2 separate regions of the Sus scrofa genome follow, and region 1 is linked to region 2. The links are chromatin contacts, called in public Hi-C maps. All regions are on one chromosome and are shown on one strand. The core of a region is the stretch at or near the end of the contact, and the rest is flanking DNA. Distances in the headings are between cores, read along the strand shown.

Region 1 (7,373 bases), core at 397-2,896, 170 kb before region 2:
AACACCGGATCCTTAACCCACTGAGCAAGACCGGGGATGGAACCCGAAACTTCATGGTTCCTAGTCGGATTCATTTCCGCTGCACCATGATGGGAACTCCTCCCTCAGCATTCAGTCTTAACAGTGGAGACAACACTAGCTTTTTACAATTTCTCATCTGAACTCTCTAAGGAGGAGAAACATGGGTGGGGAGAATGAGTAAAAAGATATTGCGTAAAAATGTAAATGGATAGTGAAAAGTGGCTTTAGCGTACAGCACAAAAGAGAGATTCAAATAAGACCTTCTAGTAAAGAAAACAAGATCATCATTAGATCCCGAAAGGAAATTGCAAACGCTTTCTTGGATGTAGCAATCCTGCATTGGCTCCTCTTCAGTTCCTGTGTAATAGTCATCTTTGACTATTACGTAGCGCCTTTGTACACCAAGGTACGAATTCCCCAATGGGAACAGCAAATACGGGAAACTGGTGAGGCCAGTTACATTGCCCCAAACTGTGGCAGGAACCACCTTGGACAGGAACAAGTTTTGACTTCTCCATCTGCAAAGCCACAGAGAAGGAAGATCCCTGTGTCCTTCATTTGCTTATCCTATTTGCAAAGGCTTATCATACAAAGAATGTTCTAAAGCTGCCATGGTGTGAGGAGCAAGTAGAGAGAGCAGTCAAGGGAAATGAGACCTGAGAACGAAGAGGAAAAGCAGAAATAAGAGCCCACTTCAATTGAAGACCTGAGTATTGATGGACGACCAAAAATTACAGTGGCATGTCTAAGACTGGAGTTAAACTTACAGCCATCACACTTCCTGGCACCGTGGCAAGTGACAGCCACATGGGAGGTGGCTTTGGTAATCCGCCTAATAGAGGACGGGGATCCACATTAGAGCAGAGCCTGCAGGCAGTTAATACATACTTGCAAGTTAGGATCCACGGGGGTTGGTGGTTGGCAGTAGGGAGGGTTCGGGCTTGAACAGCAAGATAGGTGCTTAACCCCTCTCTGGTGTCAAGAACATTCTCTCATCGCATGAAATAAGGTACATGAAAATGACTTGTAAATATAAAGTGTAGTATAAATATGAGTTCTCTCCACTGTCATAGGGGCAGAAATGACTATCCTAAGAAGTTCTCATCAGCTGGTAAGATAGACATGCAATTACTTAATTATAATAATAATGATACCTATTACTAATAAGAATAACTATAACTGAATAAATAAAATAAAATAAAATTTAAAATAAATGCTTGTATGTGCCAAGCACATTATAAGAGTAGTTAATTATCACAACACCCCATTCTACAGATGAAGCAGTTGAGGCATAGAGGTTGCCTAATGTCTCATAGTTAGTGCTAGTGCAGCTGAGAAACAAACCCATGCTGTTTAGTCCAAAAGCATTGCTCTCAACTGCAATAGTGTGTTTCTAAGACAGACTAAAATCAGTATTACAAGAAAACTGCACATCAAATTCTATGTGTAGGTATGAAACAGAGAAAGGTCAAATTGATAAAGTACAGAGTATAACAGTAGGAAGTGGCATGTTTGCTTTCAAGAAAAGCATTTATTGTTGAGAGCAGACCTACACTCAATTCACAGGCTTCTCATCTTCCAATTTTCCTACAAAATTGTAATGTGCTGTAATGTGCTAGTTTTGCCACTAGATGGTGCTCTTGCTATGGTTCTGAATATCTGGCCTTGTTCCTCAGAGGCACTGCCCTCTCTGCTGGTTTGGAAAACACAGTTTTCATAACCAACCAAGTGGTTCATTCATGCCGTTTTATTATTAATAAAAATCAAATTAAGGTTTTTAAAATTTAGAATAGTTTTGTAAATAATCTGGCTATACTCAAATAGGAGTTTCGTCTTGTTTTGTTTCTTTCCTCTTCTTGCTATGAATTATCTATAAATTATCTGATCATTTTTCTAGCAGCTACTGTCTGACGTGGTCATTAGCTTTTACAGCTCAAGTTCTTTAAGGGACCCAGGGCTGGGGATTGGCATGTTCATCTCTTGCCTCTGAATGTCCTGCTCTCCTAGACTTCCAGAGTTGCATAATGGTAAAGTCATTTTGACATGGTGCTTCTCTTAATGCTTTTGGTTGTTGTTGTTGTTTGTTTTTTATTTTTTATAAAACCCTCTAGTCATTAGTTTGTATAGTTTTAGTAACTCCCAATTTACTCAACAATATGTGAGCTTTAGGTACTACATACGTATGACCTTGCTTCTATTATATACCTTTTGTTGGGCATTTAGACTCCAAAAATCCAGCAGCCGTAGAAGATCTTCTTAACTCTAACTCTGTTCTCTTATCCCCAGCTCGCCCCGATGTCTTCTGAAGAGCATGAACTCCACAGCAGACATCTAAACAAATAGCCCTGTATTTCACCCGTTCAAAGTTCGTCTCCAAAAAATAGCTTGGGAAGGGGTCGTTCTTGTAAGAGTTTACCTCCCTACACTTATCACAGATGCTCCTCTCTTAACTCTACTCCCTCTCTCATTTTGGCTCGCCTGCAAGAACCCTGAGGTTCTTCCTCTTTATGCCCCCACCTCAGGAAGCCACGCCCTGCCATTGCTTTAACAGCCCCCATCAGTGTAGGTAAATCCTAAATCTCCAGCTCTAAGCCACATGTTTTAGGCTCCCCACTTGCTCTTTCCCCCAGGATATCAAGGAGGATCTTAGAACTCAACATGTGGGAAAGTGACGTGTCTTCTCCACCTCCTCACTTGTTAATTTCGACTCACAACTTCACTATTTTCCCAGATACCCCTTTTTAAAACTGAAAGTACTGTTTCTTTATGGCCCCTTATCCAATTAAGTGTCAAGTCCTTGGCAAGACGTTCAGGGTCTCCTCCAATGGTCTTTTCCTGTTTCTCCCTCGGCCTTGCCAATTTCTTCTCATCTGAATGACTGCGATGTCCCCCAGCTGCTCTTCCTGGCTCTGTCCTCTCTCCCATCCATCTCCTGGTGTCCATAGTGCTTCACGTTCTAAAGCACTTTTCTATTCTCACATCTGACTAAAAACCTTCACTGGCTCATTTTCCCTTCACTGGCTCATTTTCTCAGTTAAGCATTGACTCCACAGCTGTTGTCCACGATGTCCGTACTATGGCTATGATGGCTAAGATAGTGCCTTCAAGTCTTACCTTCTACAGGCATCTGTTGTGCGCTCAGCTCTACCCAAACAGCCACAGGGCATCTCAGTGTTCCATACTTCCTGTGCATTTGTTTTTGCATTGCTCTCAGTAGTTGCCTTGACCATGTGCGCCTTTTATTTTTTTCTTTCCACTATTTTATTTTTTTAATTTGTGATTTTTTTTATATTTTTTATTACAGTTATAGATTTACAATGTTCTGTCCATTTATGCTGTAGACCACGCACACCTTTTAAAGGCTGCCCTTCCTAGTTCCTCTCCAACACCACCCATTCCATCACGCCTTTTCTTTGTCTCCTCTGTAATTGTCACTTCTCGTTTGCATCCCATTAAGTATCAACTGCTGATATTTCTCATTCTATATTTCTGATATCTACTACAGTGTTTAAATATTTTTCTGTCTTCCCTATGATGTTTAAATTTGAGAGGATCATGAATTCTTATTATTCAATCCACAACACGGGGTCCTCATAAAATAGGAGACAATAGTTAAAAGCACATATTTTTTGGAATCAGATGGTTTTAGTTCTTCCACGTATGTATTAGCGATGTGCTCGTTATGCAGTTGCTTACCTGCTCTGAGCCTTGATGTCATCCATAAAATGGGAATAAGAGTATTTGCCTCAAGTCTTGTTACAAGAATTAAATGAGATGTCACGCAGAGCCTGACAGATGGTCATCACTCAAAGGATGCTTTCTCTCTTGTCCGTGTTCTTTTTATAGTCACTTAGTCCTTGTACAAACCGGAAGTTTACTAGATGAAATTAAAGGGGGGCTTCTAGCTAAAGACCAAGGTAGAAAGGAAAATAATGTGCTAAATAAGACCCCAAAGACCCCAAAGTAAAAGCCAACCCTAGAGAAGGGGCACACAGGATGCAGGTGTTATCTAGCCCTGGATTCCTAAGTCTCAGGTCATGCGCGGTACTAGGCAGGTGCTTAATCATCACCAGTTGCTCCCACATAGTTAATGAATAAGGTGCCATATTTGTAGGGCGATCCTGGGGACAGAGAAGATGACCCGTAAAGGAAACTCATTACCAACCACCTTCTATGTGGCTATTGTGATTCCCACAATGATGGCAAACCGGCCTAATTGTGTCTGCAACTCAGGCCAGCGTGTCTTCTAATGAATTTAATGGCGAGCTTGCTGAGTGTGGGCTTAAGAAAATTTATCCAAACGTGTGCCAGAGAGAGCGTGTATTTCTGAAAACACGGTTGTGGCTATTCCTGAGTACAGATTTCCGTAACCTTAGGTTCAGCTTAATCAGCGCTTTGTGGCAAAGTGAGAGACAATGATGTGGTAATAGTAGGTTGCCCCCCTACACTCTCTTAAAAGCTTTTCCTTGGGTACTTTAAGAAAAAAGTTGTATGAAGCACAAAAAGTAATGGGATTCCCAGACAGAAATCTGTGTTTAAATGGCACGAAGGATGTGGTTCACATCAACAAAAGCCAGGAAATCCAAAGTTAACCTTTATCCAGACTGTTATGCCATTTTTTCCAACTCTGTGTGTGCTTGTGAGCAGCTCTCCCTTTGAATTTCCTGGCTCTGGCAACCCAAATTCACAAATCGCTTTGAATTCCGGTACTCTGGGTCTGCTAGTTAATGGGAATATACCCCGAAGCTATATGCTTACTTGCAAGTGCTTTCATGTGCAGCCACTGTAAATCCAGGAGCCATGAACTTGGTGTTCTTTCTTTTCTTTTTTTTTTTTTTTCCCAAGTCCCTGAAATCCCCATCTACTCCTAAAAACGCCCTGCCTTATATCCAGGCAGAAGGGATATAACATTTGTGATATAATGTATGTGGTAAGAGTAGGTTGCATCCCTACACTCAACATTTAAGCTGAGTATAACATTTGTGGTGCCAACACTGATAAAGTATGACATCACAGCTCCTATGTCACAGTTACATGTTTTAAAACGTTTCTTTTCTCTCTTTTCATCAGACACGGCGATGACTTGATTGTGACGCCTTTTGCCCAGGTATGTATCATGCTGGCCAGGCTCACTCTTCCTCCGTCCCTCTAGTTTCAACGCGTGGCCTCTGAACCTGCCATTGCTCTCCTTTTGTTCCTTAACCACGGAAACCTTTTCTTCGTAGGTCCTCGCCAGCTTGCGAAGTGTGAGAAACAACTTCACCGTCCTGACAAACCTTCATGGAACATCCAACAAGTAAGCATGCACTGTCTGTGGAGTTATGAATCCCTCCCATAAAGGTGAAACACTAAATGGCCCTAAAAAAACCCAACCAATCAATAAACATACAAAACCCACTATCGCATGGAAAGTTGCTCTCCCAGCGAGGTTAGGGTACATGGTAAAATTTGAAAATAGGATGGAGCACCATAGTATTTTAGAGGTGCTAAGATGTTAGAAATCTTACTAATCTTTGTACCTTTAATATCTAGTAGACAGGAGTTCAATAAATGAGGTGTGCTTTTTTTCCTCTGTGTTTACTACTTGAAAGTATGAATACACATCAATAAAGGCCATAAATTCTATTCACCTTCTTTTGGAATAAGATATTGATGTGTTCAGAGGTTCAAACTTAAGATTATAAGCACTAAAAGTTCAAGTTCAAGCTGTCTATTTTTTGACAGTATATAAACAGGCTTATGCAATTTGATGAACAAGAGTAGAATTATCTTCTTTTCTGCTCCTTAACTAACTACAGAAGCTGGAGCATTTCAACGAACGTTGCTGAACCTGAGTCTCCTCTTCTTTAAAATAAAAGGTTTGAACTTGATAAAACTGCTGTAACCTTCTCCTCCAAAATCATTTCAATCTGTGGGTCTAGGTACTATGCATTTCATTATCCAGCAATTTATTTTATTATTATTTTTTTTTGCCTTTTTTTTTTTTTTTTTTTTGTCTTTTTAGGGCTGCACTCAAGGCATATGGAGGTTCCCAGGCTAGGGGTCTAATCAGAGCTGTAGCCACCGGCATATGCCACAGCCACAGCAACGTGAGATCTGAGCTGCATCTGCAATCTACACCGCAGCTCACGGCAACGCCGGATCCTTAACCCACTGAGCAAGGCCGGGGATTGAACCTACAACCTCATGGTTCCTAGTCGGATTCGTTTCCACTGTGCCACAACGGGAACTCCTATCCAGCAATTTAAAAACCTATCATGGAAATAAGAAGGTCATAGAATCAGTGATCTTAGAATGATGGGACCAGAGAATTTTGAGAGAGTTGATTCAGGCTCTTTGTTTTACTGAAGGAGAAATCAGGCCCTCAGAAATCCATCAAGTTGCCTGCAACCACACTATAGATTAAAGAGGCACCAGGGCCAAATCCTAAATCTGCTGATGTTTCTAAACCAGTGTTCACTCTGGGACCCCCTATTTCTCCAGTCTTTTTGAAATTATTCATCAACCACCTATTTTGCTTTCATCCGAATTTTATTGAGTGGGATTGTTAAGAGTGAGAGGAAACCCTGCTTTGAAAGCTTACATTTCCTTCCACTCTTCTCTCCCTCTTCACTGAGCTTCCTGCGAGAGGGTCCTACATACCCCACGACGTGTTCTCCGTCCCTGGTCTCTTTGCCGCTAAATTATTCTCCAAACTGCCACCAAAGTAATTGTTCTCACTTGCTGTCTGACCATGTCACTCTGCAGCTTGGAGCACTTCAGTGAGTCACGCTTGCCATGAAGACAAAGTTTAATTGTTTAAAAGTGCCTCAAGGCACTTTGTGATCCAACTTTTGAGTTTGATGGGTAATGGATTGGCTTTATAGTGGATGCCATATACAAGAACGCTAGAGGCTTGCCCAGCCTCTTTTGCAGGGATGCTCCTTGTTTATTCATTTATTAAATAATTCACTCATCCAATAATTATTTAGGGGACTATTCATCCACACACATATATGTATTTACCTAACAAATATGCATTGAGTGCCATCTTGTACCAGGTACTAGTGCTATAATAGTGACCAAAACAGACCAATTCTCTGCCCCTTCGGGGCTTACATTCTAATGGGAAGTGCCAGGGCCTATGGAGGGGTACAGTCAGACTGGGTCTCTGGCCACACAGGATCACGAGATCCTAACCTTTGTGGCCTAGTTGTTCCCTGAATGTTCTCTTCCCTGTCCTAATTCTGGACTCGCGATTCTTCCTTCCTAAAGTATCTCTCTTCACCTGCCAGGGATTTCCTACACGTCTTTCATTTTCTTTTTTTTAACTGTTTTCATTTTCTTTTTTTTTAACTGTTAAAGTATAATTG
Region 2 (6,937 bases), core at 3,783-6,282:
CAGATTAAACCCAGGAGTCCACAAATGCCATTGTACACTGAGGCTCTGAGCAAATTAGCTTGCCTGAATCCAAAACGATCTTACACTGAAAGATCAAGGGCGCCGTCCCCTGTCCCCAAGTCTAGGGATTTTGTCCATGTGACAAAAAGCTTCGCATCGGTCTCTAACTTTTTCGGCTACAGGAATCCTCCAGCCTCTGCAACCATCTCTCTCATTCCTTGAAGCTCCCTTTTTCCTGAGCCCAGGCTATTAGCTGACCCACTTCTGTCAGGAAATAGCTTGATCGTGGGCGTCTGCAAACAGTAAGACAAGGCTACGTGACCACTGCTCAGCGCCTCCCTCCCCCTCCCCGTTCCTGCTGCCACCAGATGGTTCTGAGATAATGCCATGTCTTTCCTGCAAGAAACAACATTCCCGGGCCATGCTGCTGATCCCCCCTGATGGTCCTGGGAATGCAATTTCTCAGCCTCTCCCCTCTTGTCATCGCTTCCCCTGTCTTATCTTCAGAGGACTGAGGGGGACCTGAGCTGGTCACTTTCCAAGGACAGTCAATTATCCCATGCTGGGCTCCCAGCGGCTCACGTAGACGGTAGAAACATGCAGTCTCCAAGTTCCGGCTCGCCCATGGATGCTTGCATTGTATGTGTGTGACCACCATACCATTCTCCAAGTTATATATGATACCCATCTCACGCCTCTTCTCTCTGTTATGAATCCTGTTCTTTAATCAGACAAGTGGCGTTCTTGCCTCTCACGAATTCCCTGGGAGACAAAAACAAGATGATCTTAGCCCATAAACCTGGCATCCAGCCAAGCTTTGACTTCTGATCCCAGCCCTTTCCTCAGTCCTCAACCTGATTCCAGCCACAGTTAGACAAGATCTCTTTCTAGCCCTGATGATGACAGAAGAGGCAAGGAGTGGAGATACAATCCATAGTTACTGCCTAGTCCTGGATAGTAATTAGTAGGAGGGAGTATTAGCCCTAATCCTGGATAGTAATTAGTAGGAGGGAGTATTAGCCCTAATCCTGGATAGTAATTAGTAGGAGGGAGTATTAGCCCTCGGAGGTGCGATCATTATTAGCTGGAAGAAAGAACTGGCAGGAAAAGATGACATCGTTATGCTGGATCATTCTTCGTATTAAGTGTGCAACTGACATGCAAAGATCTGAGGATTCCAAATCCAGAGACCATGGAAGAGATTTTGAATACATTGGTTGACACAGGGCAATCTAGGCACTTGAGTTTTTCATATTTGAGGCTTCAGTTACTCTCACCCTACCCTCCAAAAGCCATGTTATACCACCATTTAAAAACTTTGCTGAGGAGTCCCCATTGTGGCTCAGTGGGTTAGGAACTCAACCATAATGTCCATGTCCATGAGGATGTGAGTTCGATCCTTGGCCTCGCTCAGTGTATTTAGTATCCAGTGTTGCAGCAAGCTGCAGTGTAGGTCGCAGATGTGGCTCAGATCCTGCACCGCTATGGCTATAAGCATAGGCTGGCAGCAGCAGCTTTGATTCAACCCCCTGGCCAGGAACTGCCATATGCCACAGGTAAGGACCTAACACAAAACACTAAAAAAAAAAAAAAAAATTAAAAAAACTTTGCCAATTCAGATCACACTGTGAAAGCAAATCATTTAATAAATGAATGAGCTTAGCTGACTAACTGGCATCAAATTTTATCTATACTCACCACATGATTTCACTAAAGCCTCACAAAGAGCCCTGCTGGGCAGATATTTTTAGCCTCATTTTATAGATTAATGTATAGGAGATCATGGGCTGGGGCAATATTATTGAAAATGAAGATTTAAGAAAGTGTCAAAACGTTGTCTCACTTCCATGTCAAGAGTCTAATGGACTAATTTTCCTCTTCTGTACTTGAAACAATCCAGCAGAAAGAAAAAACATGAGTGCAATAATTTGGAGAAAGTCTTAGAACTGTAACACAGACACCAGCTGAGGCCTCTGTAGACTATAAAATCTCCTTAAAGCTACTATAGCCTCCCATCCTACCCTTAGGAGAGCTTCCTCCCATAGCCAAGGGCCCTGTTCTCTGCACGTTTTACTTCTGTGGTCAGCTCGCCTGTATACAAGCACCATTTCTATTCCTTTGGGAATATCCCTAGGCCAACTCTTTCAAAGATGTCCATAAAAATCCAAACAAATGTTTTAGGATTTTGTAGACTTGGTAGAAGTTTTTTTTTGGGGGTGGGGGGAGGCTTGGGGGGGTGGTAAAGAGGAGATACACAAAGAAGCACGCAGCTTGCTCCCATTTCCCTCACCCTGCCTCCCTCCCCCCCTTTTCCATATTCATTCTCCCAGCCCTCTGAGAGCTACAAATCAGTGCCTCTTACACAACTCCTGGTCATTTTCTCTAAAGCAGCACCAGCCAACTCTCAAACCTCAAGAGGCTTAGATTGGCCTCAAGTGAGGCTATCAAAGTGTTTTCCTGTGAAAATGTTCTTGTATCTGCTGCTGAGAGAATTAAAAAAAAAACAACAAAAAAAAACTCTCCCTTTGGTGTTATAACCATGAGAACTGTCCTAAAATGGAACAGGCTGCCCCAGGAAATAGGCAGATGGATTTCTCTAAGCTAAACACATAGAGAAGCATTTAGGGAGACACTGGGGAAGGATCTGGATGAGTGATTCTGCCAAACTATCTTTAGGATCCTTTCAACCTAGAGATGCTTTAGCGCAAGAGTTCTGAGCACCCCCCAGACTTTGACAGCAGACTGATGGGGATCAGAGTCTTGCACCCCACCTCTCACCAGCAGCAGGAGTGTGGGTACCCTATCTACCCCCTCCATGACTCCTTTCCCACATCTGGAAAATGCAGGTGATCATTTATAAATGACAAAATGTTTCTCCACTGTTTCACACAAGGCCCTCTACATGGTAATAGCAGCATAAAAGAAGGCTGCTGGTATGGTCTTTATTTCATTATCACTGTTTTGTTTGTTGGTTGTCCAAGTCAGAGAGGCATCAGAATTTAATGAAAACCCAATTAGGAGTCAAAAGAAATAAACTCTAGTACCACTTTTTCTATAGATCATCTGAATGCTGCTCAACATGCTACTTGACCAATCTAGGCCTCTTTCCTCATTTGAAACTGTGGGGTGATGATCAGGATCCTCTTTGACGACTTCACACAGTTGTCATGAGAGATGAGAAAATTTATGTAACTGTGTTTGGAAAATTTTAGTTATCTTAAAAATTGGTTAAAATGGCAGCGTTTGCCACATCTGCCTTAGATGCCCATCCCACATTTCTTGAGTCCTCAGTGTTCCTGAGTTGACCCCAGCTCATCTGGGACCCACCTAGGTACACCAGCTTATTCATGGTCCTGAAGAAATAACCCTAAATCTCCTCTACCATTAATCCCTCCTCCCCACTTGAAAAGTTTACTGCTCAGTGGTCCCTATTCGCTGCTGGTTCAAGAACTTCTTACTGACTTTGTAAACCATCATTCTCTGAAAACATATTTGTATTTTCAATAGGAGTCTTCTAGAGACATCATCCCATGGACCATCAGGAAGATAAAGATAGTAGAATTATTTTAGAGAAGATGGAACTACTGATGTAGAAAACAGCCTACTCCATCTAAAGGAAGGCCAGTTCCCCTCTGTTTTATGTCCTACGTAAGTGTCTATCCAAAGCTCCTGTTGATCAGCTGTGAGCTCAACGGACATTCATGTCCTTGGGACAGCTTTCATTTTATACCAAACTACCTCTTCTGCATGGCCAGAAGCAGAGGCACAGATGACCTTGAGACACCAGGTGACCTTGAGACTTCCCTTCCAATTCTTGCAATCAAATATCAAAGAGATTTTAAGATAAGCAATTACAACTCTTTCTCATTGATTCAATAACAAACATTTACTGAACTCCTACCGTAAACCAGGCACTGGGCCAGAATCTGAGCACGCAATGCAGAATAGATGCAAACAAAGGCCTAAACAGGGTGCTGACCTCTTTCCATGAAAGTACCATTAATTCCTAATAGTTAAAAGAAAAATATAAAAAACTTTTTACGTGCAGTTTCTCATTTACTTTTTCAGATAACTCTGTGATCTGATAACTTATCTCCCCATTTAACATAGGAGGCATCTGAGGCTCTGAGGGCTGGAGGCAGTTGCATAATGTTAAGGAATCATTAAGTAGTACAGATGGAATTTGAGAGAGCAGGTACATTAAGTGAAAGGCAAGCTGCTCATCCTTAGTCTCTGCCACTCATCTCTGGGATTCTGGGCCTGTTTAAATCACTCATGTAAAATCACTAGTATTAAATGATGAACTTGCCCTAGTCCAGCTCATCTGCCATATACCCCCGTCCTCAGCCCTTTGCTCTCTTTGCAGTGTTAGCCAGGCTAAGGCACATGCAAAGACAAGGGTGGATTTGCATGCTAAAAAAGGCAACACAGACCTGAGGGGTGTGTCACCGGCTTGAGTCATGACCTTCCTCTTCACCAGAAGAGCCCTGATTTCACAGTACATTTCAGAACTAAAATGGGAGATTCATGCACAAAACAAGAAGTCTAGTATTAGAACAGCCTTGAAGCTCCTAGGCTTCTTGGCTAGAGACAATAACTTGCTCAGAGGGCTTTTCACTCCTTGTTCTGAGTCCAGAGAGGATGGTAGCTATCTGCAGTTTCCATGACAACCACTTTTTGTTCTATAAGTAGATCTGCCCCAAGCACAGTAGAAGCTTGTCATAGCTTCTTAATAAATATTCACAAATGACGGATCGATGACTGGAAATCTATCTCCCTTCTCCAGTATACAGCTTACTCATTCCCAAGAGTGAGTGCGTTCCTAAGGACTTTGGGGGAAGGAAATTTACTCCAGCATTCAAGGAAGCTATAGAAACAGATTTAAATCAAAACTGTCTATGCTGCGACTGTTCAACTCTTTCTAAAAATAGTATCTAGCTAGAATTTCTCTAGGCCAAACCAGCTTGGATCTTAATAACTCTGTATCAAAACAGTATTTCTCTGGCTCTTCCCCCACCTGCTGTTGCAATAATTCCCACTTCCTCAAACTCCTCTCTGTTCCTTCTGGGAGTCCCCCAGGAAATTGCCCATCGCATGTAGTGCTCTTGACCACCATTTTCCTGTTTTCCTGTTCGGGCAGGTGGCAATGGTGTTTTCTGTCATGACGAATGCCAAGACTCCATGATATGCCAAGACCTTGTTCCTGGAGTGTGGTAACCTCTCCATTCTAGATGTGAGCTGGCTTTGGCAGTCGTCCTTCACGGGGACACCTCCTTGGAGGCCCAAACCAATGGTCCTCCGTGTGACCTTGGAACTGTATCCTGGGGCGACTACAACTTAGACCGCCAAGCTGCAATCCCTGCTACGAGCCAAAGCAGGCAAGTAACTGCACTGGGTTTTTTCCAGGTGGAGCTGGACTAGTCTGGATTTGACCGAAGAGGTGCTACCAAGTGTGCTGGCAACATTGGGGTACAAGTAGTTAAGCTAATGCGGCCTCTTTTCTGCCAAGTGATTAAAGGGAGGAGAGCTGAGCTGGTTGACTCCCTCTCTTGGGAAAGAAAGATAGAGCAGACATGTGGGGGACAGGCCCTTGGTGGACTGAGGGACATAAGTTCTCTACCTGAAGTTGAGACACACTTCTGCGAAGTGAGTTTATAAGGGCAATGGAACAGATGATTTGAAACAAAGGTTCTTGCAGATGCCACATGTGTTTGTTATTCCCTGCCTTGCTCCACACAGCAGTTGAAGTAGCTGTCAGGGATATTTAAAAAGAGCAAAGAAATTTAAACCAGAAGCACAAATAAGTAAAAAAGGCAAACGCGATCAAGGCCTAAAATGGAGTTGAAATGAGGCTTTCGCAAACACATCGCTCAAGAGGGTTTAAGGTTCCCAGCATCAATATACAAAAAGAAAACCTGACTAGCGATGGGGTCCCTAGATTTCTCAGGATTTATTTTAAAGTTCTCAAGAAAAATAGCTATTCCTGATACCGAATAGAAATAGATTGCTCCCAAGAGGGCTTATTAAGTGAATTCCATGAGTAATTCTAGAAAATGCTGTCAACAAAACCAAAAAAAGCGCTCAGTGGGCAGACGTGATTGTAAGAATCACAGTGCTTGAAAATGAGATTATAGAGTTCCAGCCAGAAATGCTAACCTCTTGCCTTCTTCTTCTGCATCCCAGGCTGGCCTCTCCCTTTGATGGTTTTTCCCTCTATTTGGCCCTCCTCTTTCTACCTCCTTTTTTTTTTTTTCCCCTCAGTGTCTCTTTCTCTCCTTACCACTCTCTCTCTCTGCTTCTCTCCTTCTCTCTTTATCTCTCTCCTTCTGTAGAACTGTTTTCTCTTCCTGTCCTGATGTTCAGAAAAGATGTTGCAAGTTATGTGCCTTAAGGCTTTGAGTCAAACCTACGTTCGGGCCCAATTTCTATCTCTAAATCTTTAGCGAGTTTATCAAGTTCTAGCTAAGAGGATCCCATCCAGTCTCCAGACTTGAAACACCAGCTGTATAGGCATCTCTCAAGTTTGTGCATCTGGTCCTGATGCTTCTCCCCTGAAATCCCAACTTTTACGTCCATCCAGCCAATGGCATCTGAGCACCTCCACTCAGATCCAGGAAGACCCTCTAAGGGGCCATCCCTAAATACCATAAATTCTGAATTTTTCCTCCAAAGCTTTCTCCCACCCAAGTCTCGTGAAGTGACATCTCCCATTACTCGATCTGTTTTCATTCCCACCCCTCACCCTAGTTGAATTCATTTGGAAACCTGCTTCATCTTCAAAATAAACCCCCAAATCCAGCCATGTCTTTTTATCCTTCATACCTTAGTCCACGGCTAAACTATCTACATAACCTTCCTATTTCGAATCTTGCCCCACTTCCAGGCTACTTTCCACATAGCTGCTGCCATAACCTAGTTAAAACTAAAGTACAAATGA

What was found. Hi-C and Micro-C count contacts between places; a contact is called where the count stands out from the background.
Region 1: a contact with region 2 is called in a Hi-C map of retroperitoneal adipose tissue, with 2.2 times the contacts expected there. The contact joins two enhancer-like sites. A contact is called at or near these places in 3 of 5 promoter capture datasets (fetal liver, fetal skeletal muscle and liver), 19 of 47 Hi-C or Micro-C datasets (adipose tissue, alveolar macrophages, blood and 10 more) and 2 of 2 datasets of contacts at active chromatin or transcription factors (alveolar macrophages and skeletal muscle).

What each region holds. Positions count from the first base shown.
Region 1 is chr6:146,289,599-146,296,971 of Sscrofa11.1, reverse strand. It overlaps PDE4B (phosphodiesterase 4B), which reads left to right. Exons shown (of 18, transcript NM_001130019.1): 6 at 5,092-5,128; 7 at 5,247-5,317. All of the region lies in intron 2 of LOC102162258 (a long non-coding RNA gene), which reads right to left. Among named protein-coding and RNA genes, the nearest start is that of SGIP1, 240 kb to the right of the region's middle. Within about 2 kb of position 1,646, at least 21 of the 83 cell types and tissues checked have an H3K27ac peak or open chromatin away from gene starts, as enhancers often do. A contact at or near this core is called in alveolar macrophages, omental adipose tissue and retroperitoneal adipose tissue, where this site is marked.
Region 2 is chr6:146,125,111-146,132,047 of Sscrofa11.1, reverse strand. LOC102162079 (a long non-coding RNA gene) reads right to left here. Exons shown (of 8, transcript XR_298679.3): 8 at 1-762. Among named protein-coding and RNA genes, the nearest start is that of SGIP1, 77 kb to the right of the region's middle. Within about 2 kb of position 5,032, at least 12 of the 83 cell types and tissues checked have an H3K27ac peak or open chromatin away from gene starts, as enhancers often do. A contact at or near this core is called in alveolar macrophages, omental adipose tissue and retroperitoneal adipose tissue, where this site is marked.